Linked DNA regions of Mus musculus: regions 1, 2, 3, 5, 6 and 7 are each linked to region 4. Evidence: chromatin contacts called from public Hi-C, HiChIP or PLAC-seq and promoter capture Hi-C data. All regions are on one chromosome and are shown on one strand. The core of a region is the stretch at or near the end of the contact, and the rest is flanking DNA. Distances in the headings are between cores, read along the strand shown. Region 1 overlaps Wwox (WW domain-containing oxidoreductase). Region 2 overlaps Wwox (WW domain-containing oxidoreductase). Region 3 has its middle 27 kb from the start of Dynlrb2. Region 4 holds the start of Maf (avian musculoaponeurotic fibrosarcoma oncogene homolog). Region 5 overlaps Wwox (WW domain-containing oxidoreductase). Region 6 overlaps Gm31278 (a long non-coding RNA gene). Region 7 has its middle 32 kb from the start of Gm31278.

Region 1 (3,372 bases), core at 705-3,204, 680 kb after region 4:
ATTTTCTCATAGTTAGGGAAGAATCCTACTGTGGTTAGAAAGAGAAGTACATAGAAATACCTTAAGTATTGATTTTTTTTTTAAAGATTTATTTATTTATTACATGTAAGTACACTGTAGCTGTCTTCAGATGCACCAGAAGAGGGCATCAGATCTCATTACAGATGGTTTTGAGCCACTATGTGGTTGCTGGGATTTGAACTCAGGACCTCGGAAGAGCAGTCAGTGCACTTAACTGCTGAACTATCTCTCTAGCCCCTGATAGCCCAGGAACAAAGGGCACTTCACTAGAAGGTGACAATGCTCCTTTAGGAACAGGAATGAAAGCTTTCCTATTTTTCTATAGCTCGAAAGCTGCATGTGCTTGCCTGTAGACAAGCTCTGGACTGACCGAGGCAGTCAGTGTTCCAGCTCCATAAACCAGTGTTTCTAGAGATCCCAAGGGTCACCCACCATTAGCTCTGGCCTTGGCAGCCCATGGTCTGTCCCTGGGAACCGGCTTGAGGTCAGTCATCCCATGAGTACACATGGTTGGGCTGTTAACAATGTCCCAACCAACTTGGGGGCAGGAGAGATTGGAGAGATCCACACAAGACTAGCTCTGAGGTTCTTGGGTTAATCTTGTAAAGTAGCCAGTTGTCTGGCTCAAAAAGTCCACCATTTTTTTCTTTTTTTAATAAAATGTATGTTTTAATTTGAAGATATTAATTGCGTAGGAATTATTTGACTCTATGATTTATAGCCCAGCTGGAATCCCACGGTCTTCCCCCTCCATGTGTGCTGACGCCATTTTCCCTTTTGTATACCTATCATTCCCCATTGTTTATCTTCCCTGATTGATGTTCGGGCTCGGGATGTTTTCTATTATGAGATTCATAATTATCCCTGGTAATAGAGAAGGCTTCCCTATTATCTTCAGGGAACCTGCCCAAATTATTCATTGTAGCCCACTGGTACTGCACCGTAGGAAAATAAGAATTTATTTCCCATCCCAGGCATATGGTAGATAAAAGGATGTATTTATTTCTCCATGTTTCAAAAGGATTAGGCTTTGAAAAAATAAATATCACTTACGCTGTCAGTAAGCAGAACTGTGGTTCAGAGTTTAGAGGGCCCCTCTTAGACTAAGAATAGCAAATCTAACTCTCTCTCTCTCTCTCTGTATGTATATATATATATATATATATATATATATATATATATATATATGAAAGAGGAGAGTAAGGAGGCAGGGAATCAATTATAGCTTTACTTGGCTAAATAAATGAACGCTATATATTTCAACCATTATATTGGTCTACAAGGCATCCAGTACCACCTTGGACCTCAGAGTTAACTAACGCACTTATTTATAAAAATGTTACTGAATTCCGGCGCTCCTTGACCCCTGGCTATTCCGGGAGCACATTGGATACATCATCTGGGTTTTGCCTAATTACACATAATTAGGAAATGTAATTATGCTTCTCAGTGTTGCTCTGCCATTAAGAACCGAGTGGACAGCTGAAACCCTGGGGAGGAGTCAGTGCTTCCAAGAAAACAAACGAAAACTATGAGCCAACCTCTAAAAATAGGGAATGCACTGAAGGTTAGTAAATCAAACCTAGATATAAAAATAATAATAATAAAAAATTGCTCTTGGCTCTGGCTAAATATTTGGTGGTATGGTTAAGCCACTTCATGGTGTGCTGTTTCAGCCATGCTGAGGCAGGGGCATGGAATGAATTATTTTACTCCTCAATTACTTTGATTTGCTAACGTCCTCACATATTTATGCTCTTTTTTTTTTTTTTAAATGCCTCATCCTTTACTTTGGAACCCTGATCTGCTGAAGAAAGAGAGTCCCAGTTATCCTGGCAAAGAATTATATCATTTCAGTCGTGAGCTTGCTGCATCCATAGACAGTTAGTGCCTGAAGCTTAGGCACATTGAACAGTTATGTCATCTCCTCCAGCTGGAGAGCCTCAGCCCTGTGGGGAAGACCGGTGGTTCTTCAGGTCAGCACAGTGGTCACAATCATCCTGAATGTGCCCCAAGACCTGGCTGAATACCTACTGTCACCAGGCTCTGAATAGGGTGGCTTCTTAGTACAAAAAGTTAGAATTTCCTGGGTGACTAGAGAATCTTCTAGAAAGGTTATTATACATAACTTCTGGAGTGGGAAGTCCTTCTATGTTCTCGTCTTAGCTTCTGTGTTTATTGAATTTTCCTCTGCTGTTATAGCAGCTGACAGCAATAAAGTCGCACACTCCATTAGATGTGCTATTTGTGGAAACAGTGCTTTGGTGCCAAAAAGGAAAAAAAAAATAATAAGAGGAGAAATGATTGCCAAAAGCAAGGTCTCAAAAATAAGTGCAATGTTAGCAGCGCTCACGATACATCCAGCTTGGTAACACACCGCTTCTTGGTCTCGCCAGTCCTGACATGTGTGAGCGTGGGTGTGTATGTGTTTACATTTGTGTGTGCACATGTGTGTACACATGCATGTCTGTACATAAGGTTTTCTTTCCCATATGTCTTTTAATAGTTTTTTTTTCCTCCCATGGGCCTGGAGAGAGAATCAGCCATTGAGAGTATTTCCCAGTCTCCCCGAGGAACTGAGTTCAAATCATAGCACCCATGTTGGGCAGCTCACAGCTCCAGGGGATCTGGCATTCCCTTCTGGTTTCTGTGTGCATTCACACACATGTGAGATACACTCACACAAACACACACTTTAGCTCCAGAAAGAAATCTTTAAAACACTCACTTTAAAATGCTTTTTGAATCTACTTATTTCTTTCACAGTTTTGTGGGTGTACAATGTACTCTGATCACCCCTAGTATCCTCTTATGTGTCCTTCCTCCGTCCTCTGATCCTCAAGCTCTTCTCCTGCTGCACACCTGTTTTTCTGTTTTCTTTTCATTCTTTTTTTTTTGTGTGTGTGTGTGTGATCCAAGGAATTTATCGAGGGTTAATAGATAGCATGAGTATGGGGAATGGAGAGTTATTGATAAAATAACTATTTGAAAAAGAATGTCTAGTTGTTTTTATTGGGGTTTTGGAGTGAAATTAGTGAATAACATAATCCACTATGCATATAACTAACCAAAAATTGATTAAAAAAAAAAGTCTGAAGTATAAAATAAACAGAAAAAAAAAAAAAAAAAAAAAGGAACCGGAACATCATAGTGAAGCCACTATTTGGAGATCAAGAATAGACAGAGCCATCCTTAGGGGTAATATTTGCCACTTTCCATGGTGTTATCAATGCATCTCTGGACGCAGATTTGAGGAGCATAGGAAGAACCTGTTCTCCTGGGTGTTGAGGGCAGCTAGAGGGTGCAAGTGCTCACCAATGGTGAATACAGTAAGTCTTGAAACATACAAGT
Region 2 (3,118 bases), core at 422-2,921, 660 kb after region 4:
AGCCTCGGGTATTCTCACGTTTGAGATGAGGTCCTGGCACGTTGCTCATGCTACTTACAGCTTCCTAGTGTGATTCTCTTGCCTCAGCCTCCCAGGTGGCTTGGATTATCACCTCCTCTATTGCCCTTACGCAGACTGTGCTCTAAAGGGTGGAAATGTGTGTGTTCTTAAGACTTCTACTGGGTAGAGGCATTCGTGAAGTCAGCGTCAGGAGGCCGTGAACCTGAAGGCTGCAGCTCTGAGGAGCAGGAGGACTCCTCTGTTCTGATTCAGAGTCTGGGTGGAGGAAACAGCTAGTGAACGTTTCCTCTTTATGGAAAACAGATTTTAAGCCTTTCCATGGGAGTGTACAACATAGCAGACAGGTACAATACATACACAAGAAGCACGCCTGTCGAACAGTTTCACAAGCTGTATGTTCACAGCTATATGAACAGAAGACGGCTGTCCTTTGAAGGGCCCCTGTGTCTACAGTAAGTAGAGACGATGGGGTGACCACCAATGGGAGGGCAGACTAGACATCAACTGGGGACGGTGTGTACACAGCCTCCAGTAACGGGTCCGAGCAAATGTGCAGTATGGAAAAGGACAAAGTACAGAAAATGAGCATTTACTGGATACTTTGCCAGACATCATGTGCTCGTTTGCACACATGTTTTCCTTTCCTTTCTTTTTCTTTTTGTTGTGGTTTTTGTTTTGTTGTTGTTTGTTTGTTTTGCTTTTTACTTACCACTTGGGTTATCCAAAGTTGCTTTTTTTTTAACATTTATTTACTTAATCAGTGTGTGTGTGTGTGTGTTGGGTGTGTGTGAGTGTTGGGTGTGTGTGTGTTGGGTGTGTGTGAGTGTTGGGTGTGTGTGTGTTGGGTGTGTGTGAGTGTTGGGTGTGTGTGTGTGTGTTTGTTGGGTGTGTGTGTGTGGTCAGAGGATAACTTTCCATAGTCAGTGCTTTCCTTTTAACATGTGGGTTCCGGCCATCAAATTCAGATCATCAGCTTTGGCCACAAGCATCACTACCCACTGAGCCATCCTGCTGCCTCTCACTTTCATTTATAGCCAGGAAATGGAGGCAAAGAGAGGTCAAGAGGTCGAGGCCATGGCTGCCAGGTCCGTGCTGTACCGTACTTCTGCATTCACCCACCATGCTAATTCACTACACTGTCTCTCAACCTGGCATCTCTTTGATATCCCCTCCTTTAAAAGGCTGTTGGTTATTTTCCTCTTGGTGAAATTAATAACCAACTTATTAATATCAGAGGCTTGTGTTATGTTAATTGAGGAAGGCAACCTGAAATAAGGGCAGAACCATTGCACTGTGTAACCTGCTCAGAGCTGTTTCCCTACAACTTGTCCATGGTCAGTCTCAATTTAGGGCTGAGCCAGTGATGCAGACTGGCTTTGGTCCAGAGGCAGAGGTCACAGGAGCCATGGTACTGAGGCCCAGTGAACATCAAAGACTGTGCCTGCCATGTGGCCCCTCCGGCATGCACCCTGGACCTTCATAAAGACAACAATCCTTTAATCCATGCATCGGGCTCCAGTTCACCCCTCTCCCACTTCCTGCCACCATGACACAGTTATTCAGGAAGTTCAGCAGTGTATCCAGGTCACAGGGACAAGGACAAAGCCATGGAGGGGAGGGGTTATTCTGTCTCTTCCTGTTTTGTGACAGTAGCTGAGATCATTATTTCTGACTGTCTGGTTAAAAGAAACCGAAACAGCCTTGGGAATGTTGCAGTGGTTACAACCGGTGCTGGATGCTGTTGTTCATTTATCTGATATTCCACGAATGTTGACTGAATTTCTTCTATGTGTAACCACAAGTCGTGCTTCTTTTTTTTTTTTTTTAATAGTATTACCTTGAAATAAATTTCTCTAAAAGAATCTATCCTAGGGCTACACAGAGAAACCCTGTCTCAAAACAAACAAACAAACAAAACAAAACAAAACAAAAGAATCTATCCTAACCGTGAGTCTCTGGGATTTGGGTGGAGACATGCAAGGTTCAACTTGAATGGGCAGAGAGTTAGTTTCCTATTGAAAGACTCTTGAGTAGCTGAGGAGGGTGAGGAGGGAGAGAGAAGAGGAAGAAAACATGTCATGTTACACAGACCAGGTTCGTGTAATATATACAGAGATGACGTACACAAAAAACAAGGACAGGACCATGAATTGGGGGCTGCTGTGGCAGCTCTGACCATCATTGCGAGAGCTGGTGACTCAAGCAGTTCAGGCCTCTGTCTGCCCATGTGTTAAGTGGAAGGTTAAAGGGGATTTCCCTTCCTGGGCCTCTGGGCCTTTAAACATTTGAAACACGACGCTTTGAACTGACAGTCATAGTGTATGTCTCTGCATTTAGTCGAAAAGAAACTAGGTCACTGGCAACAAACCGAATTGAAAGCAGACCCCGGGATGGAAAGGGAAAGGCTCTTCAGGACCTTCCCACCTGCCTTGTGGTTGAGAAGTGGAGAGACTCTCCCTCCAGTTGGGTTCTGAAGCCATGTCTTGTCAAAGCATCACATCTGGACAGGTGACAGACAGACACTTGGGTTAGAGCTGAAGTAAGAGCTTCCCCCAGCCCAGGACTGGAGAGACCAGCCCGTGAGGAAACAAACACATGCAACTTAGCTTTCAAACCCAATACATCCACATGAGGGGTGGGCCAGTGAAGTCAGAGAGAAGCAGCGTGCTCTCCATTGCTGCCAGCCCCTCACTCCTGAGGCTGGGAGAGAGCTGGGAGTCAGGTGGAAATGAGCCCACCCCCAGCAGGCAGCTCCGGTCTTACCTCTGCAAGCTCTACTATGAAGACATCTAGAGGTGATTCCTACTGTTGAAAAGTCAGGAGTGTACACACCAGGAACACTCGCTCACCCATTCAGAGTTGGGGAGGCACTCTAAGTAGACCATCACTCCACAGACTAAAAAATCAGGATAGGAGATGGGGTGCCGTGGGGGGTTGGTTGGGAAAATGCTCAATACACAAGCACGAGGACTTGTGTTCAACTTCCGTGAAACTCATGGTTTCAAAACAAAACAAAACAAAAACATTAAAAAGCTGAGCATGATGGTACTAGCTTGTCATCTCTCGGCTGGGGAGATGAAGATGGGGATGTCTGTGG
Region 3 (3,059 bases), core at 188-2,687, 770 kb before region 4:
CCATTTCCCTACTCCACTGCTCACCACCCACCCACTCCCTGCCCTGGCATTCCTCTACACTGGGGCATCTAGCCTCCTCCCGTTGATGTCTGTCAAGGCCATCCTCTGCTACATATGTGGCTGGAGCCATGGGTCCCTCCATGTGTACTTTTTGGTTGGTGGTTTAGTCCCTGGTAACTCTGGAGATACTGGTTAGTTCATATTATTGTTCCTCCTATGGGGCTGCAAACTCCTTCAGCTCCTCAGGTCCTTTCTCTAGCTCCTCCATTGGGGACCCTGTGCTCAGTCCAATGGTTGGCTGAGAACATCCACCTCTATAGTTGTCAGGCACTGGCAGAGCCTCTCAGGAGACAGCTATATCAGGCTCCTGTCAGCAAGCACTTGTTGGCATCCACAATAGTGTCTGGGTTTGGTAACTGCATATGGGATGGATCCCAGGGAAATGCAGATCGAAACAACCCTGAGATTCCACCTCACACCAGTCAGAATGGCTAAGATAAAAAAGTCAGGTAATAGCAGATGCTGGTGAGGATATGGAGAAAGAGGAACACTCCTCCATTGTTGGTGGGACTGCAAGCTGGTACAACCACTCTTGAAGTCAGTTCTGTGGTTCCTCAGAAAATTGGACATGGTACTACCGGAGGACCCAGCTGTACCCAGAAGGTGTTCCAACATGTAATAAGGACACATGCTCCACTATGTTCATAGCAGCCTTATTTATAATAACCAAAAGCTGGAAAGAAGCCAGATGTCCCTCAACAGAGGAATGGATACAGAAAATATGGTACATTCACACAATGGAGTACTACGCAACTATTAAAAACAATGACTTCATGAAATTCTTAAGCAAATGGATGGATCTGGAAGATATTAACCTGAGTGAGGTAACCCAACCACAAAAGAACACACATGGTATGCACTCACTGATAAGTGGATATTATCTCAGAATCTTAGAATACCCAAGATCATTTTTTTAAAAAAATTATGTTTATGACAGCCTGCTTATAGGATTGTATCCATGGTGCAGTACTCACAGGGGCCAAAAGGGGGCAGTGAATCCCCTGTAGTTGATGGCCCTGATGTGTGTGCTGGGCACTGAACATAGGTCTTGCAGAAAAACAGGAAGTGTGCCTCAGTCCTGAACCATCTCTCTAGTTCATGAGCCTGGCTTCTAAGTGGGGATTGAACTGGGGTTCTCATGCTGGTGTGATAGGCACTTGACTGCATGAATCCCTCTTAGATGATTTTCAAAGCATCCTGGGTAAATATCCTGGTGGCCAACCGGTTCTTCTTCATTGTGCGAGAGAGGCCAGGCAACTGGATGGAGAATGCACCATCAAAGAGCAAGCAGTTCTTTTCCTTGGAAGAGGAGGCACCTTGGGAGGGCATCTTTTTGTTTTAAGGTGGTGGCCATCGTACTCCAGCCTGGAAGCTCTAGAATGGTGCGGTTATGGAAGTGCACAGCCCACACTCTCCGTTTGCACAAACGTCTGTGTCCATGGAGTAGAGATGTATGATCGCAGAGGACTTTTTGGTGGTTGTGGTTCTTGCTTTATCTAGACCTCTCATCCCTAAATCTTGAACAAAGATTCATGGTTGTCAAAAATCCTAACCTTCCTTGAGCCTAGGAAAAAGAACCGCAACATTAATTTAAGAACAAATAGATGGGGCATGCCCATTGTTGCATAAATGGGAAATACGACGAAACTAAGAGAGAAGACAGGAAACCAGAAAGTTCCCCAAGAGATAGGGTGTGGCCATCTGTCGATCAGCTGGACTGGGAAATGCCAGGCGTCCCACAGGAAACCTGGTCTCACCGGAAGCTGATGCTGGCCTCGTGGTTCACTGGCAGCTCTGTGTTTATCTAAAAAATCTAAGCTCAGGCTGCCTTTTATGATCATACACGAGGTGGTGTTGCATGCTGAGCTTTGAGAAGAACTGGATTTTCAGTGGTGTTTTCACCCTTGGGACTAGGTGCTGAGAGCTCCGTGCTGTGTATTAATGAGAACTTTCATGCCTTGCTTTGGGTGGTATTGGAATTTGTGTGTGTGTGTGTGTGTGTGTGTGTGTGTGTGTGTGTGTGTTAGATGAGCTACAGCCAATGTGTACTCCGTTATTTATCACTTCCCACCTGAGACCTAGGCTGAAGTGAAGGAATCCAAATATCCACCTTTACCAACTCACTGTTTTTGCTTCTGCTCACCAAGTCCCCTGGCACTCACTAAGGGTTCCAGGATTCTTTCTAAGAGACATTTTGGAAGTGAAATTAGGCTAAAATTCCTACTTTAAATGATCAGCTCCATGTATTATGGACCTGGAGATCTCAGAGTACATACCTTGCTTCACAAACACAGTGGCTATTTATATGAGTACACTGTTGCTGTCTTCAGACACACCAGAAGAGGGCATCGGACCCCATTACAGATGGTTGTGAGCCATCATGTGGTTGCTGGGAATTGAACTCCGGACCTCTGGAGAGCAGTCAGTGCTCTTAACCACTGAGCCATCTCTCCAGTCCAGGCAAACTCTTATGACTCTTCAAAACCATACCCAACTGCCACTCCCTTGTTTGTCCCCCCGAACTTCCCAATAAATCTACCCACATCTCTGTCCTGCCATTGTCCCTTCAATGGATCTCTGTAAATGCATTCTCAATGGGCTGTTGTCAGGGGGTCAAAAAGATTGGCCAAGGGGGAGATAAAAATCCTTTTATGTATGAAGCATAAATATATGTGTGGTATGTAAACATAGAGACTTAAAATTTGTGATGTAAGGGTTGGGGATTTCACCCAATGGTAGAGCGCTTGCCTAGCAAGCGCAAGGCCCTGGGTTCGGTCCTCAGCTCTGAAAAAAAATTTGTGATGTAAATAGATTAGAGAAAATACATCTTAAAATGCTCTGTTCTAGAATTAGTGGGTTTTTTTTGTTTGTTTTTTTTTTTTGTTTTCCCATTGCTGTGGTAAAAGAGCATGTTTGAGGCAATGTATAGAAAGGATTTATTTGGGCTTCTCGTTCTGGAGAGAGAGTCTGCCACATTGATACAACATTCGGGGGTCAAG
Region 4 (2,978 bases), core at 72-2,571:
GAGAGCTGCGGTTCAGCCGGGCAGGCCTCTCTCGAACTCCGAGGAAAGCAAACCATCCTCCCGGGTCCTACCGGATTCCAGCCGCCCTTTTAGTAAACTCTGTCCCCTGGTGCACTAAACTTCGCACCGGCCGGTGGTGGGGGGTGTTGCTCCCTGGCTGCGCCCCAGTAGCAGCGCCGCAAGGGTTAAGCAAACCTGTCCCAGCTGACAGTCAGCTGATTGGGCTGTGATTGACAGCTCCGAAAAGTTTCCTTGTTTCTATACTATTATGCTAATCGCTGCCGCTCTCGCCGCCTCCCATTGGCGGAGAGTGCCAGTCAATTTCCCATTTGAGCCTGACGTCACGGGTGCTATAAAACTCAGCAATTGCTTTAAACTCTTCTCGCTGGGATCAGAGGCTTTAAAATCTCTTTTCATCTTGGAGCTGTAGCTCGGGCTGCTCGTCCGCTCGGCCTCTCCCCCCAACCCTTTTGCTCTCGGCTTTGCCTTGGCCCAGGACTTGCAATTTTGCTTTAAAAAAATAATAAGAAAGAAAAAAAGAAAAGAAAAGAAAAACCAAAACCAAAAGAAAAAAAGTGGGGGAAGAAAGAACTTAACTCCCCCCTCCCTTGCCTCCAGCCGGCCTGCACCTCGGTCTTGCACTTTGCACGGAGGGAGAGGGTGAGAGAGAGAGAGAGAGAGAGAGAGAGCGCGCGCACGCGAGGGATCCGGAGAGAGAAAAGAAAATAATAATAGTAACCATAAGAGCCAGGCAGAAGAGGAGAGAAGCGTGAAGTGTTAACCACTCCGGTGTGGAGGCCGGCGCCTCCGGGACAGCCACCCGCCGCGCCACACAGCCCCGGAGCAGCCTCCGCGCGCGCCCCGCCTGCAGCCCGGCCGGCTTAGGCGAGCCCTCCTTATGCAAAGCGCGCAGCGGAGCGGCGAGCCGGGGACGCCGCGCACCGGGCCGTGCTCCTCCGGCATCCTCTCTGCCGCTGTCATCACCACCGTCACCGCCAGCCGCGGAGGACCTTCCCGAGCCTGAAGCGCCCGGGATCGGAGCTCAGGGAGGCGAGCAGGCGAGGAGGGGGCCCGGGGCGAGCGGAGGAGAGAGAGCGAGAGAGCAAGAGAGAGAAAGAGAGAGAGCACATTGGCGTGAGCAGGGGGAGGGAGGGCGGGCGCGGGGGGCTGCGGGCAGGGCGGGGGGTGTGTGCACGTTCGAGCTTTCGGGCCACAGCCACCGCCGCGCAAGCTAGAAGCGCCCTAGCCCGGCAAGCTGGCTCACCCGCTGGCCACCCAGCACAGCCCGCTGGCCCCTCTCCTGCAGCCCATCTGGCGGAGCGGCGGCGGCGGTGGCGGCGGAGGCAGGAGGATGGCTTCAGAACTGGCAATGAACAATTCCGACCTGCCCACCAGTCCCCTGGCCATGGAATATGTTAATGACTTCGATCTGATGAAGTTTGAAGTGAAAAAGGAACCGGTGGAGACCGACCGCATCATCAGCCAGTGCGGCCGTCTCATCGCCGGGGGCTCGCTGTCCTCCACCCCCATGAGCACGCCCTGCAGCTCGGTGCCCCCGTCCCCCAGCTTCTCGGCGCCCAGCCCGGGCTCGGGCAGCGAACAGAAGGCGCACCTGGAAGACTACTACTGGATGACCGGCTACCCGCAGCAGCTCAACCCGGAGGCGCTGGGCTTCAGCCCGGAGGACGCGGTCGAGGCGCTCATCAGCAACAGCCACCAGCTCCAGGGTGGCTTCGATGGCTATGCGCGGGGAGCGCAGCAGCTGGCCGCGGCAGCGGGGGCCGGCGCCGGCGCCTCCCTGGGCGGCAGCGGCGAGGAGATGGGCCCCGCCGCCGCCGTGGTGTCCGCCGTGATCGCCGCGGCCGCCGCGCAGAGCGGCGCGGCACCCCACTACCATCACCACCACCACCACGCCGCGGGGCACCACCACCATCCGACGGCCGGCGCCCCGGGAGCCGCGGGCGGCGCGTCTGCCTCTGCGAGCGGCGCGGGTGGCGCGGGCGGCGGTGGCCCGGCCAGCGCCGGGGGCGGCGGCGGCGGAGGCGGCGGCGGGGGCACGGCGGGGGCGGGGGGCGCCCTGCACCCGCACCATGCCGCGGGCGGCCTGCACTTCGACGACCGCTTCTCGGACGAGCAGTTGGTGACCATGTCGGTGCGCGAGCTGAACCGGCAGCTGCGCGGGGTCAGCAAGGAGGAGGTGATCCGACTGAAGCAGAAGAGGCGGACCCTGAAAAACCGCGGCTATGCCCAGTCCTGCCGCTTCAAGAGGGTGCAGCAGAGACACGTCCTGGAGTCGGAGAAGAACCAGCTGCTGCAGCAGGTAGACCACCTCAAGCAGGAGATCTCCAGGCTGGTGCGCGAAAGGGACGCCTACAAGGAGAAATACGAGAAGCTGGTGAGCAACGGCTTCCGAGAAAACGGCTCGAGCAGCGACAACCCTTCCTCTCCCGAATTTTTCATGTGAGTGTGACACGCGATCCCAGCTAGCCACCTTGTTAAATGCTCCGTGGGGGTCCCGCTCCTGAGTGGGCTTGCTAGTTGCAGGGCCAAGCTCGCTCGGCCACCACCTCGCCCCCTCCCCTGGCGAGTTTGCTCCCCTTGGCCCTGAACAGACACACACACACACACACACACACACACACACACACACACACACACACACACCAAGCTTGTGGTGGTGGTGATGGCTCTTTTGAATTGGGGAGGGAAAGGGTGTCTGGCTCATGGATTGCCAACCTGAATTCCCCCGTAACTTGCTAGCTTGGTTGTTTTGTTCTTTTTTATTATTATTATTATTATTACAACTACTACTCTTTTTACACCGCCTGCCCCACACATACCCTGGACTTGCACAAGGGTCAAAGATCTGAGCAGCATACTTCATGTAGGGCATAGCTCACCTTTGAACCGGGCCATCAATTGCCTGTATATATATTTTTTCTTCTTCTTCTTCAGCTCATGAGCTGGTGTTCATTCTG
Region 5 (3,079 bases), core at 383-2,882, 640 kb after region 4:
TATGTGGAAGCCTGGCAACAACTTCAGGGGCTTCAGGTATTGTGCGCCATATTTGTGAGACAGGGTTCCTTACTGGGACCTGGGACTTGCTGATTCAGCCAGGCCAGCTGGCTGTCAAGTCTCAGAGATCCATCTTCTTCTGATCTTGCTCTCTACTTCCCAGCACTGAGCTAATACACACACCATCACCACATCTGATTTTTTTAACATGGTTTCTGGGACCAAACATTGGTCCTCTTGTACTTTACTACGTTATTTGTCCAATCCTGGTTTGATGGACTTTTTCTTCAATTTTTCTATGACATAAACTAAGAGTCATTTTGAGGGATTTGGGGAAGACAGTTGGTGATATAATAAAAATGTAGACAGATGAGGTTTGCTCTTCCCTTAGGCCTTGAGGACCAAGGACCATAAAGAGTGCTCATGGCTGGATTCTGTGAGCCAGGCAGTGTGAGGGCAGAACTGGGCAGCTGATAGCTACAGGTGTTTATTGAGAAGTGATAAAAGGATCTGAAACCCGGTTCTCTGTGAAGCAATACCTGAAATGAGGCTGAGGCTGGTGTTTCCACAAACAGAAAGTGAACGGGAAGGTAGCTTTTCACTAACGTCACAGGTAAGGAGTAATCTTAAGTTGGAACCCACAGTTAAGTAAGCAGACAGAGTCTGGATCCTACCATCCCCCTCACCGCACCTCCTGGTCTGGCTTTGCCCTTCGAGTTAAGACAGGGTTGTCAGGGCCGCAAAGAGGGCGGGAAGGGATTGAATCGGCCCCACTGCTGGGAGGCCAGTTTAGCAAGTGAATGTGGATGAGCCACCATGACTGTGACCTGTGTCCTGGGGACAACTGCCCAAGACTCAGGGACTAAGGGTGGGATGAGTGTCTGGTGGGAGCCTGGGAGATCAGAGCAGAGGGCCATTCCCGAAGAGAACAATGAGGGATCTTTGGTCATAGGGTTTTGTTTAAAACTTACTTTCACAGCTTGGGCTGGGCACGTGGCTCGGTGGCTAGAGTGCTTGTCCAGCATAAAGCCCTGTGCTCAACCCCCAGGACTGTATGTATCCCGGCTGGAGGCGCAGGGCTGTATAATTCTAACACTCGGGAAGTGGAGGCAAAAGTTCAAGGTCATGGTTAGCTATAGCGTAAGATGGAAGCTAGCTTGAGTTATGTGAGAGGTTCTGTCCCCCCCTCTCTCTCTCTGTCTCTGTCTCTGTCTCTCTCTGTCTGTCTGTCTGTCTGTCTCTCTCTCTCTCTCTCTCTCTCTCTCTCTCTCTCTCTCTCTCTGTGATAATTTTAAATAACCATACTTCAATGGCAAATATGCCCCTTTAACCAAACGTGTGTCAGTGTACATTTGCTACAAAACTGCTGACCTCATTTATTAAAAAAATAAAAGTGACCCCCATGTCCCCGTATCCCTGTATCCCTGCAGTGGGAATTAGAGAATGAGCACACTGTATTGTGTTCACACTGTAGTGATGACGCATGCTCTCGGGTAATAGAAAGCACCTAATGTGAAAGAGATAATGAAGGGGGGGGGGGGATAGAACCGCACAGCATAGATTGTAATCCAAATAATCCGGGGGGTGGGGGGACCTGGAAACTAACAGGGGCCTACAGAAGTTCTCGGAGACCGCACAGGAAACTCGCTCTGAAGGTGCGGATGGGCCTGGAAACCTTGTGTGACCGCTGTTGCTATGGCTGTGGGACAGAAAAAAACAAAAAAACAAAAAAACGCAGAGCTAAGATCTTGAAAGTCAAAAGATAAGGGGGAAAATTGTCACCTGCCCACACTGAGTGCTCGTTCAACGACTGCGTTCTCGCTGAAGCCTAAACGACCAAAGAACAACAGTTTCTTCCTTTTCCTCCCAGCCCAAGTAACACCTTGACACTCAGCCATGTCTTCTCCTGAGAGGCGGTTCTCCTGGCTATTTTATCCACCAGAATATATTTGGAGCTGAGAGAGTATGGCGGGTGCATTGCCCGCATACCCTGTCAGTTTCACTGCAGAGCCTTGGGGTCTAGAAGGATGGATTCAGGCTCGGGATCCAGGGTAGACGCCAGGGGCTGGCAATTCTCTTCCCTTTCCCTCTCTTCTGTTCCTCTCCTCACCTTCCTGCCTCCCTTCCCCGAAGTATCTCTCCTTCCCTTCCTTCCATGACCTTTCTATCCTTCCTTTCCTCTCTTGTCCTTCTTTCTCCTCTCCTCCCCTCCTCTTCCTACCCCTCCCCTCCCCTCTCCTTCCCTCCTCCCTCTCCTCCTCTTCTTCCTCCCTCCTTCTCTCCCTCCTTTTCTTTTCCCCCTTCTCCTCTGTTCTCTTCTCCCTCCCATGCCTTTCCTTTCCCTTCTTACTTCCCCTTCTTTCTTTCCCTCCCTTCCTCCCTCCCCCTCCCCTCCCCCCTTGTCTTCCTCTCTGTCCCCTTCTCCCTATCATTTCTCCTTGACAACATCTTTCTAGGTAACCGAGACGGGTCTGAAACTCATAATCCTCCTGCCTCAGCCTCTCTGAGGGATTATAAATGTGCACCACCATACCTGGCAAGTGTCATCTATAAGGAGCTCTTTGCAAATGATTTCTGTGATTGTGAGCCAGTGTCTGTGACAAATACTCAATTCTGACATTGTAGCAATAAAAGAATAAAGGGTTTTTTTTTTCCTGTCTAAAACAGACAACAATTGTAGTCTGCCAATCTAGGTTTCAATCAACATTGATGTGTAGTTTAGCAGTTTCCGAAGTGAGAAATAAAAAGCAAGAGGCACAGCACGGGTGTCATCAGTGTCAGAGGCAGGCGTCATCAACCTGAGAGTCAAATTCAAAGAGGGCCGGGGCCAGTGTGGAAGGAAGGATACTGGGATAGTGATCCTGTTCGGAGGAAAGATAGGGAAAGTTCTGGGGACTGAGTGCTGGGGACTGAGTGCTTGCTGGGACTGACTGCTGGGGACTGAGTGCTAATACTAAGTGCTAGTACAGAGTGCTGGGGACTGAGTTCGGGAAAGCATCTCAGTGAATCAAGTGCAGTGCCAAGTGGCCAGCCTTGGGGAAAGAGACTGATAGTTACTAGAAGGAAGAGAAAAGGAGCG
Region 6 (3,125 bases), core at 111-2,610, 630 kb before region 4:
TGAGGGAGTGAGGGAGTGAGGGAGTGAGTGAGGGAGTGAGGGAGTGAGAGAGTGAGTGAGGGAGTGAGAGAGTGAGTGAGGGAGTGAGGGAGTGAGGGAGTGAGGGAGTGAGTGAGGGAGTGAGGGAGTGAGGGAGTGAGTGAGTGAGGGAGTGAGGGAGTGAGTGAGGGAGTGAGAGAGTGAGTGAGGGAGTGAGGGAGTGAGGGAGTGAGTGAGTGAGGGAGGGAGTGAGTGAGTGAGTGAGGGAGGGAGTAGATGCAGAAGGGTGGGGAAGAATTGGAAGAACATATGTAGGCTCTGGAGCTGAGCAGGGAAAGCCAATGCTAAGATCTCTATAAAATAGTTGGCTTGACTTGGTGCTTTGAGGCTTACTGCCTCTGAAAGATTTCTCAGGGAGCTTTACGTACTTATTGCTGTTCAAATTCTAGACTACACCCCCTCAATGTGCGCCAGCACACACACACATATGCACACATACACACATGTGCACACATATATGCATATATGCACACACCCTGGTACAACTGTTGTAACGGGGACAAAGGTCTTGGTGGCATCTGCTAAGGGGATACTTTCTCTTTGGCCCTTCTTCAAGTTGGATAACTGCCTGCCATGCCGGGCAAGAGGCTGCAGCAGGGCCGATCAGTGATAAGATGATAAGAGAGGCCTCCACAGCACTTGAAATCTAGGCTCAGCATGTGGGGAGAACACCAGGCTTTCCCTCCTTTGGGCCTCTGACCTTGGGCAGGATTTTAAGTTTGAACCTGTATGTTCTTTGGACCTTATTGAGTTAAAGTAAGCAGTCATAAAGACATGTAAGACTGTGCTGCAAAGCTGGCTTAACTCAATGGTTAAGAGTGACTCCTGCTCTTCCAAAGGACATGAGTTTATAGTTTTTTTAGCATCTATGTTGGGCAGCTTAAAACTGCCTGTGTTCTACACTCCAGGAAAATCTCACTGGGGATGTTTTCTCAGGCTTGGTGGAGGCAAACAATGGACTTGAAGCTCAGAACATGGTCAAGGGCTCGCCCAGCACACTTGACAATAGTTTTCCATCTCTCTTCTTTCATGGTGCCTTCTCCACCAAGAGTAGATGCTTCTTTGCTACCCAAATGCAGAGCAGGTCATCTCCTGTCTATGACTCTGCCCTGTGTCCTGATTATTTCTCTTCTCTTCCATCTCAATCAGCTCCATCCATACCAGATAATTTCTCTTCTCACCCTTGCCATGCCAGGACAGAACCAGATCCCTTAACAAACAGTCCTCATAGGGCAACTCTACCATTCTGTGGCCTCTGCTGGCTTGGAAGCTGCCAGGCTGTGCCAACAAGGCCAAGTGTCTAATTGCCTTTCTGAAAATACTGCCCTCATTGATTTACTGGCAGCTGCAGACTCAGAGTCGGGCCAGAGTGTCACCCATTGGCCCTGTACTACCCTGTCTGGTGACATGGAGACTCTCAACCCACCCGACCTCATCAGCCTTCTTCTGTATTCCAGGCCCTCACCTCATTGACTGCGCTCATGCTTCCTAGAACAGGAACTGAGTCGCCTCAGCTGGCCAGCTCAGGACTCATCCTGATTTACATCACCATTTCACCATCTGATAAGAATGACCACAGGAAGCAAGGACCTCTTAGGACACTTGTGAGGAGGGTATTTCACATGGGGACAGCGATTCTTAGAGCCACGTCTCACCCACCCGAGGGATTGACTCTCTTCTCACCTGCCAAATACATGTACCTTATTCTTCAATTGTGGATCCATGACTAAGGACAAAGATTATTGGTGCCTTGTGTGTCTGCAGAGGGGTTGGTGCAATGTATTTATACGTACTCTCAGGTCTGGATAAGACAAATGTTTCTTACTTCAGTCAACATAATACAATGAAGGAGGTTTATTAGTAAATGGGGCAGAACAGCCCAGGAGTTATGTTCGATCTAGAGGGTATAGCAATAATGATAAGACCTTTTTCTTAGCTTTCCTTTCCTTTATATTGGTCTCTTTCTCATAAATCAGGGTGGCTGCCATTGGCACTATTTCAGCTTCTTGGTTATCCCAAAGGATACTAAACTATTTTTCTCTATGGTTCAAAAAGAACTAAAAGACATAGTCTAAATCTCATCAAATCTGTTGTGGACACAGGCTGTTAGACCAGACCTGAGTCTACACAGAAGTCAGATATGAGGCCAGTGCTCTCCATTCCACTGCATGGAGAGTGTACATGGGTCACTACCTCATGGTAATGGCGGCCAGAATTTCTTTTTGGAAGTTAAGAGTTTCTAATAACTTCCCAGTCCTTGTGTTTTGAATCTGTTATTAGGTGTGTGTGTGTGTGTGTGTGTGTGTGTGTGTGTGTGTGTGTGTGTGTGTGTAGGGAGAGAGAGAGAGAGACCATAGATATATGTCCTTGATAAATTTGTTCCTTTCTCTCAACTAAGACATGCCCATTTCTATCTTTGTAAATATTTGTTGTTTATTCTGTTGGATGTAGCTGCCACCATCTGGTTTAGTTTTAACATTTATTGAATTTCATGTTCTCTACAGCCTTACGTTTAAGACACGTTTCTTAATAGACAGCACATGGGTCAGTCTTCATTTTTAAAAATCTATTTTGACATTCTCTTCCTTTTGAATTGATATTTGTCTATTCATATTTAATATAATTATTGACATAATTGTATTTGAATATTTGGGTTTACCTATTATATTTCATTAGTCCCTTATTTGTTTTGGTCTTATGTTCCCCCTTCTATACTTTATTTGGGGTATTTGATTATATGTTAGACTATAATATATATATTTATCTATGTATATTAATTTATCAACTAGCTTTTCAGTAAGCTTATTTTTGGGGGTGTACATGGATATATAGTCCTAACTGTGGACACTTAAACCTTAGAGTCAATATTGTGCCACTGCAAATTGAATATATGAAACTTAACATTGTGTGAATTTTTTCTTCCCTCCTTCCCTTTATGTTATAGTAGCCACATGCGTTATATTACATGCATTTTAAAGATTTAAAAAAATTACATGTGTGTGTGTATGTGTGTGTCTGTATATGGATGCCCATAGGCCATCAGAAGATGTTTGTTCTTCTGGGGCTGGACTTACAGGTAGTTGTAA
Region 7 (3,261 bases), core at 384-2,883, 680 kb before region 4:
AAGGATCAGTTGCCTCAGAGCATCCATCCCACAGTGGACTAAGTTTTTCCGAGGTTTGATGTTAAACCAAATGCAAAGGTCAGATTCAAGCAGAGGTTGGGAGAAAAAGAAAAGCAAAACTCTCATCTCAAGGAATTTTATGTGCATTTGCATGTCTCTGTGTGTGCATGTGTGTGCACCCATGTGTGTGGAGGCCAGAGATCAACCTCAGATATCTTTCTTTAGATGCCAACCACCTTGTTTTATGAGGCAGGGTCTCTCATCAGGTTGGAACTGAGTAGGCTACGCTCCCTGGCAATGAGTCCTGCCCATCCCCTTGTCTTCTTCACCTGTCTAGGCTGGGTTACAAGTGTGCATCATCATGGCTGGTTCTTTAATCCATTGCTACGGATTGAACTCAGGTCCTCAGGCTTGCAGGAACCACTTTACCAACCAAGATATCTCCCAGACTATATATATATATATCATCATTGTTAGGAGAGAGAGGGCAAATAGGCCTACAACAGGCACCAGACAGCCCATCAAAGTTCCCTGTAAAGCAGTTTCTCTACCAAGGCACATACTGCCCCCGTGCCACACGGCCATTGGCTATAACGAGCAATGATCCGGGCTCCTTATCTTTAAAGCCAGTTAAAGTCAAAATTAGGCAGCGTAAGAGCATCTGTAAGTTAGCTAGCATCTCTCTGGATTGTGGCTCTTTGGCCCATGGGAGAAGAATCTATTGAGAGGAAGAGGGTGAGCTGTTTAGCGCCCATGGCAAGGGCTCCTGACAGCTTTCTGTCCTCAAGCGGATGTGCCCAGCTAGTGCTGTCCATGCGCCTCCTTTGTTTTAAGCTCCAGGACTGTTACGGGCTCCCTTGCCGATGAAAGATGCAGAAAACCGCAACACAACGAAACTCTAGCCTGCGTCTTAAAACACACCATAATTGCCTGGAGAACAAAAGTAGAAATCGGTCAAGTCGGCAGACGGACGTTGATTGTTAAATTGTCAAATGGCTGGTTTTTACAGCATCCTTGGGGAAAAGTCTACCTTTCCCTCCGCAGATTTTTGAAACAAAGATCCCAGCTTGCTTGAGTGCTCTGGTTTATGATGTACTTACAAGGTTCATTCCTTCAGCGCTTGGAAGCAGAGAGTTGGTCTCTGCCTCCCCAAGCCCCGCCCCCCCTCCCCGGAGGTATCTTTAGCTTCCGATTTATGTTCCTTTAAATAAAATATCGAAAGACACTTTTCCTGAATTATTTCTTATTGAATGTACCCCTTAAGTCCCCCTTTCTTTAAATGAAAGGACTAAAACCCACCACTGTATTTTGACAATGGTTTTACGGCGACCCATAACGATACATTCTGTTCTCATTGTAATTGCCCCGGGTTGAACTACGCTTATTTTAGCGGAAAGCGTTCATTATTTTATCAACAACTGGCAGACCCCGCTGGTATTTACTGACTTTTCTTTAACCAAAACAACGATCTTATCTTTCATTCCTGCTTCAGCTGCTCAATCTTGCCTAAGAAATTTGGGAGCCCCCTTTGAATGGAACCCAGCACAAAGCCTTTAAGCACTCTAAGCAATAGAGTTGTAGCGAATGATAGACAAAAAAAGCCCTCCGAAGAATTGGTGCTTAATTACAACTTAATTAGCATAATTATGCATGCTAATGGCATCTCAAATGAATAGCAGTTGTCAGGAGGTTGGGACCATCTGTAAGAATGTCGGATTAATACATCATTTTTTATTTCTAACCACGCTGTAACTCTTTCCCCGAAAGTGATTTCCATTAATCAAGTTCATTTTTATTATATAGAAAATTTGGCATTTTTCATTATGGGCCATTATCTGTTTCCCCACGCAGCCCTAATACAATACTAATGAGCCCCCGAGTGGCGGGCCGTGTCGACAATGGGGGTTCAGGTGTATTACTGTAATTGTTACAAACAGCACAGGCTACCTCTAGAGTAGCTGGGTCTCGTCTCTCAACACCCACCTTGCCACTGGGATCCCCCAGGGTCTAGTACAATTTTCGGAGTTTTATCAAAAAACATACATGTTTGTGGTTGCAGAGAAGCGCTGTGAAGAGAAAGAGGCCCGTGGTTACCTGCAGCAGAGGCCTCTGTCTGAGAAGCCCTTCTGTGGAAATGGAAGGAGGCTTCGGAGGGCAAGAGGAAGGCTGTGCTTCCACTCAGCCCAGCTGGGCCCCGGGGAGGAGCCTGCACTGTCAAGCCTGGAGGCCTGGACCTCTTCTGCAGAGCCGAACAGGCCAATCACTCATTGCTAAGCATGGTCATAAAACCGCAGGGGTGCCGCGCGTCTTCATGGCACTTAGCCCCCAAGACACACCCCAAATGGCAATCTCAAAATCCACATCTGGATCCCTCCCTCCCGCCTGTGCCACAAAGAGGGGATCTGAGCTGCTGCTGTGTGCTCTAGCTTAGTGCTTACAAACTCTGGCTTAAAGCATTGGGGGTTGGAGGGGGCAGGAGTGTGTGCTGGGGTGTAGGGTGGAGTTGTTCATGGGCCCTCCTCCTTCTCATCAGACCCACTACCCTACATAATTGAGTCAGGACTTCCCATTCCCCCCCCCCCCCCCCCCCCCCCCCCCCGAGGAGATGCATCTGTTGCTACATTTACATTCAGACTAACCTAACGCCAGGGTTGGTGTCCAGGGTCTCTTTAGAGAGCAGGAGTGTCCTTCAGCCTTTTCTATCCACTCCCAAGCTCCAGGGAGCATCCGAGCTGCTCAGAGCAAGAAAGGCCACAGCTGTGTGTCCAGCCCTGATTGCTGCCTTACCAAGAGCTCTGCCTTGGCAGGAACAACCACAGACCTCTCCCTCTGGAACAAGACCAGTTACAAGGGCTGGTGGGGGTGGGGTGGGGTAGGCGAGCCTTTCCGGGGGAGGGGTGCAGTGAGAGTGAGGAGTTTGTTTTTTTGGTTTTTTGGTTTTTTGGTTTTTTTTGCAGTTGTGGCTAGGGAAGACTGGTGGGGTTGGAGGTGCAAGCAGGTTTCATAGCCTTGGCAGGGTGGGAGGCACTGGGACCTGGGCTGGTCTTGCCTCTTTCATGTGGAATCTACACTGAAGGCTACTACTGATCCAAGACACAGGCTGACTACATGGTGTTCTTGTACGAAGACGAGAGTGTTTTATTTATCTGAAATTTAAATTTGGCCTGGCATCCTTTCGATGATTCTTTGTGCGTTAGTAACCTTGTTCTGGAGACAGATAGCTCAGCCTTGAATCCGGTCCCTGTCTCTCTATCAGCTGTG

What was found. Promoter capture Hi-C pulls out the DNA fragments that hold promoters and counts their contacts. A called contact is a pair of places that touch in the nucleus more often than the background predicts. HiChIP or PLAC-seq counts read pairs in DNA pulled down with a chosen protein or histone mark.
Region 1: a Hi-C map of uterus shows a contact between it and region 4, with 4 times the contacts expected there. The contact joins the enhancer-like site here to the promoter of Maf in region 4. A contact is called at or near these places in 7 of 39 promoter capture datasets (the 3T3-L1 cell line, the C10 cell line, the HPC-7 cell line and 4 more), 1 of 15 datasets of contacts at CTCF or cohesin (pro-B cells), 5 of 484 Hi-C or Micro-C datasets (bone marrow-derived dendritic cells, cortical neurons and uterus), 14 of 115 datasets of contacts at active chromatin or transcription factors (SST interneurons, T-cell acute lymphoblastic leukemia, astrocytes and 10 more) and 4 of 9 other capture datasets (adipose tissue, embryonic stem cells, liver and 1 more).
Region 2: an H3K27ac HiChIP or PLAC-seq map of thymic regulatory T cells shows a contact between it and region 4, with 15 times the contacts expected there. The contact joins the enhancer-like site here to the promoter of Maf in region 4. A contact is called at or near these places in 3 of 39 promoter capture datasets (the HPC-7 cell line, cranial neural crest and pre-B cells), 1 of 15 datasets of contacts at CTCF or cohesin (large pre-B cells), 2 of 484 Hi-C or Micro-C datasets (CD4 T cells and bone marrow-derived dendritic cells), 14 of 115 datasets of contacts at active chromatin or transcription factors (astrocytes, bone marrow-derived macrophages, craniofacial prominence and 10 more) and 3 of 9 other capture datasets (adipose tissue, embryonic stem cells and liver).
Region 3: an H3K4me3 HiChIP or PLAC-seq map of bone marrow-derived macrophages shows a contact between it and region 4, with 6 times the contacts expected there. The contact joins the enhancer-like site here to the promoter of Maf in region 4. A contact is called at or near these places in 2 of 39 promoter capture datasets (embryonic stem cells and pre-B cells), 1 of 15 datasets of contacts at CTCF or cohesin (large pre-B cells), 3 of 484 Hi-C or Micro-C datasets (B cells, large pre-B cells and pro-B cells) and 13 of 115 datasets of contacts at active chromatin or transcription factors (SST interneurons, astrocytes, bone marrow-derived macrophages and 8 more).
Region 5: an H3K27ac HiChIP or PLAC-seq map of regulatory T cells shows a contact between it and region 4, with 9 times the contacts expected there. The contact joins the enhancer-like site here to the promoter of Maf in region 4. A contact is called at or near these places in 6 of 39 promoter capture datasets (the 3T3-L1 cell line, the HPC-7 cell line, HPC-7-derived erythroid cells and 3 more), 1 of 484 Hi-C or Micro-C datasets (bone marrow-derived macrophages), 22 of 115 datasets of contacts at active chromatin or transcription factors (T-cell acute lymphoblastic leukemia, Th17 cells, astrocytes and 16 more) and 4 of 9 other capture datasets (adipose tissue, embryonic stem cells, liver and 1 more).
Region 6: a contact with region 4 is called in a promoter capture Hi-C map of liver, with 5 times the contacts expected there. The contact joins the enhancer-like site here to the promoter of Maf in region 4. A contact is called at or near these places in 5 of 39 promoter capture datasets (3T3-L1-derived adipocytes, embryonic stem cells, hippocampal neurons and 2 more), 6 of 115 datasets of contacts at active chromatin or transcription factors (bone marrow-derived macrophages, embryonic limb bud, embryonic stem cells and 3 more) and 1 of 9 other capture datasets (pancreatic islet).
Region 7: an H3K4me3 HiChIP or PLAC-seq map of neural tube shows a contact between it and region 4, with 6 times the contacts expected there. The contact joins the enhancer-like site here to the promoter of Maf in region 4. A contact is called at or near these places in 5 of 39 promoter capture datasets (cranial neural crest, embryonic stem cells, hippocampal neurons and 1 more), 1 of 15 datasets of contacts at CTCF or cohesin (stem cell-derived epiblast-like cells), 13 of 484 Hi-C or Micro-C datasets (adipose-derived mesenchymal stem cells, embryonic stem cells, liver and 4 more), 18 of 115 datasets of contacts at active chromatin or transcription factors (VIP interneurons, astrocytes, craniofacial prominence and 12 more) and 2 of 9 other capture datasets (adipose tissue and embryonic stem cells).

What each region holds. Positions count from the first base shown.
Region 1 is chr8:115,024,478-115,027,849 of GRCm38.p6, reverse strand. The region is part of intron 8 of Wwox (WW domain-containing oxidoreductase); the gene reads right to left. Among named protein-coding and RNA genes, the nearest start is that of Gm39257, 65 kb to the right of the region's middle. Within about 2 kb of position 1,954, at least 4 of the 459 cell types and tissues checked have an H3K27ac peak or open chromatin away from gene starts, as enhancers often do. A contact at or near this core is called in uterus, where this site is marked.
Region 2 is chr8:115,045,159-115,048,276 of GRCm38.p6, reverse strand. The region is part of intron 8 of Wwox (WW domain-containing oxidoreductase); the gene reads right to left. Among named protein-coding and RNA genes, the nearest start is that of Gm39257, 85 kb to the right of the region's middle. Within about 2 kb of position 1,671, at least 30 of the 459 cell types and tissues checked have an H3K27ac peak or open chromatin away from gene starts, as enhancers often do. A contact at or near this core is called in regulatory T cells and thymic regulatory T cells, where this site is marked.
Region 3 is chr8:116,476,884-116,479,942 of GRCm38.p6, reverse strand. No RefSeq gene overlaps it. Among named protein-coding and RNA genes, the nearest start is that of Dynlrb2, 27 kb to the left of the region's middle. Within about 2 kb of position 1,437, at least 21 of the 459 cell types and tissues checked have an H3K27ac peak or open chromatin away from gene starts, as enhancers often do. A contact at or near this core is called in B cells and bone marrow-derived macrophages, where this site is marked.
Region 4 is chr8:115,705,237-115,708,214 of GRCm38.p6, reverse strand. Maf (avian musculoaponeurotic fibrosarcoma oncogene homolog) reads left to right here and starts at 1,321. Exons shown (of 1, transcript NM_001025577.2): 1 at 1,321-2,978. The coding sequence starts at 1,352. The coding sequence ends at 2,464.
Region 5 is chr8:115,063,489-115,066,567 of GRCm38.p6, reverse strand. All of the region lies in intron 8 of Wwox (WW domain-containing oxidoreductase), which reads right to left. Among named protein-coding and RNA genes, the nearest start is that of Gm39257, 100 kb to the right of the region's middle. Within about 2 kb of position 1,632, at least 8 of the 459 cell types and tissues checked have an H3K27ac peak or open chromatin away from gene starts, as enhancers often do. A contact at or near this core is called in regulatory T cells, where this site is marked.
Region 6 is chr8:116,332,521-116,335,645 of GRCm38.p6, reverse strand. All of the region lies in intron 2 of Gm31278 (a long non-coding RNA gene), which reads left to right. Among named protein-coding and RNA genes, the nearest start is that of Gm31278, 18 kb to the left of the region's middle. Within about 2 kb of position 1,360, at least 6 of the 459 cell types and tissues checked have an H3K27ac peak or open chromatin away from gene starts, as enhancers often do. A contact at or near this core is called in liver, where this site is marked.
Region 7 is chr8:116,383,228-116,386,488 of GRCm38.p6, reverse strand. No RefSeq gene overlaps it. Among named protein-coding and RNA genes, the nearest start is that of Gm31278, 32 kb to the right of the region's middle. Within about 2 kb of position 1,633, at least 45 of the 459 cell types and tissues checked have an H3K27ac peak or open chromatin away from gene starts, as enhancers often do. A contact at or near this core is called in adipose tissue, adipose-derived mesenchymal stem cells, embryonic basal ganglia and 3 more, where this site is marked.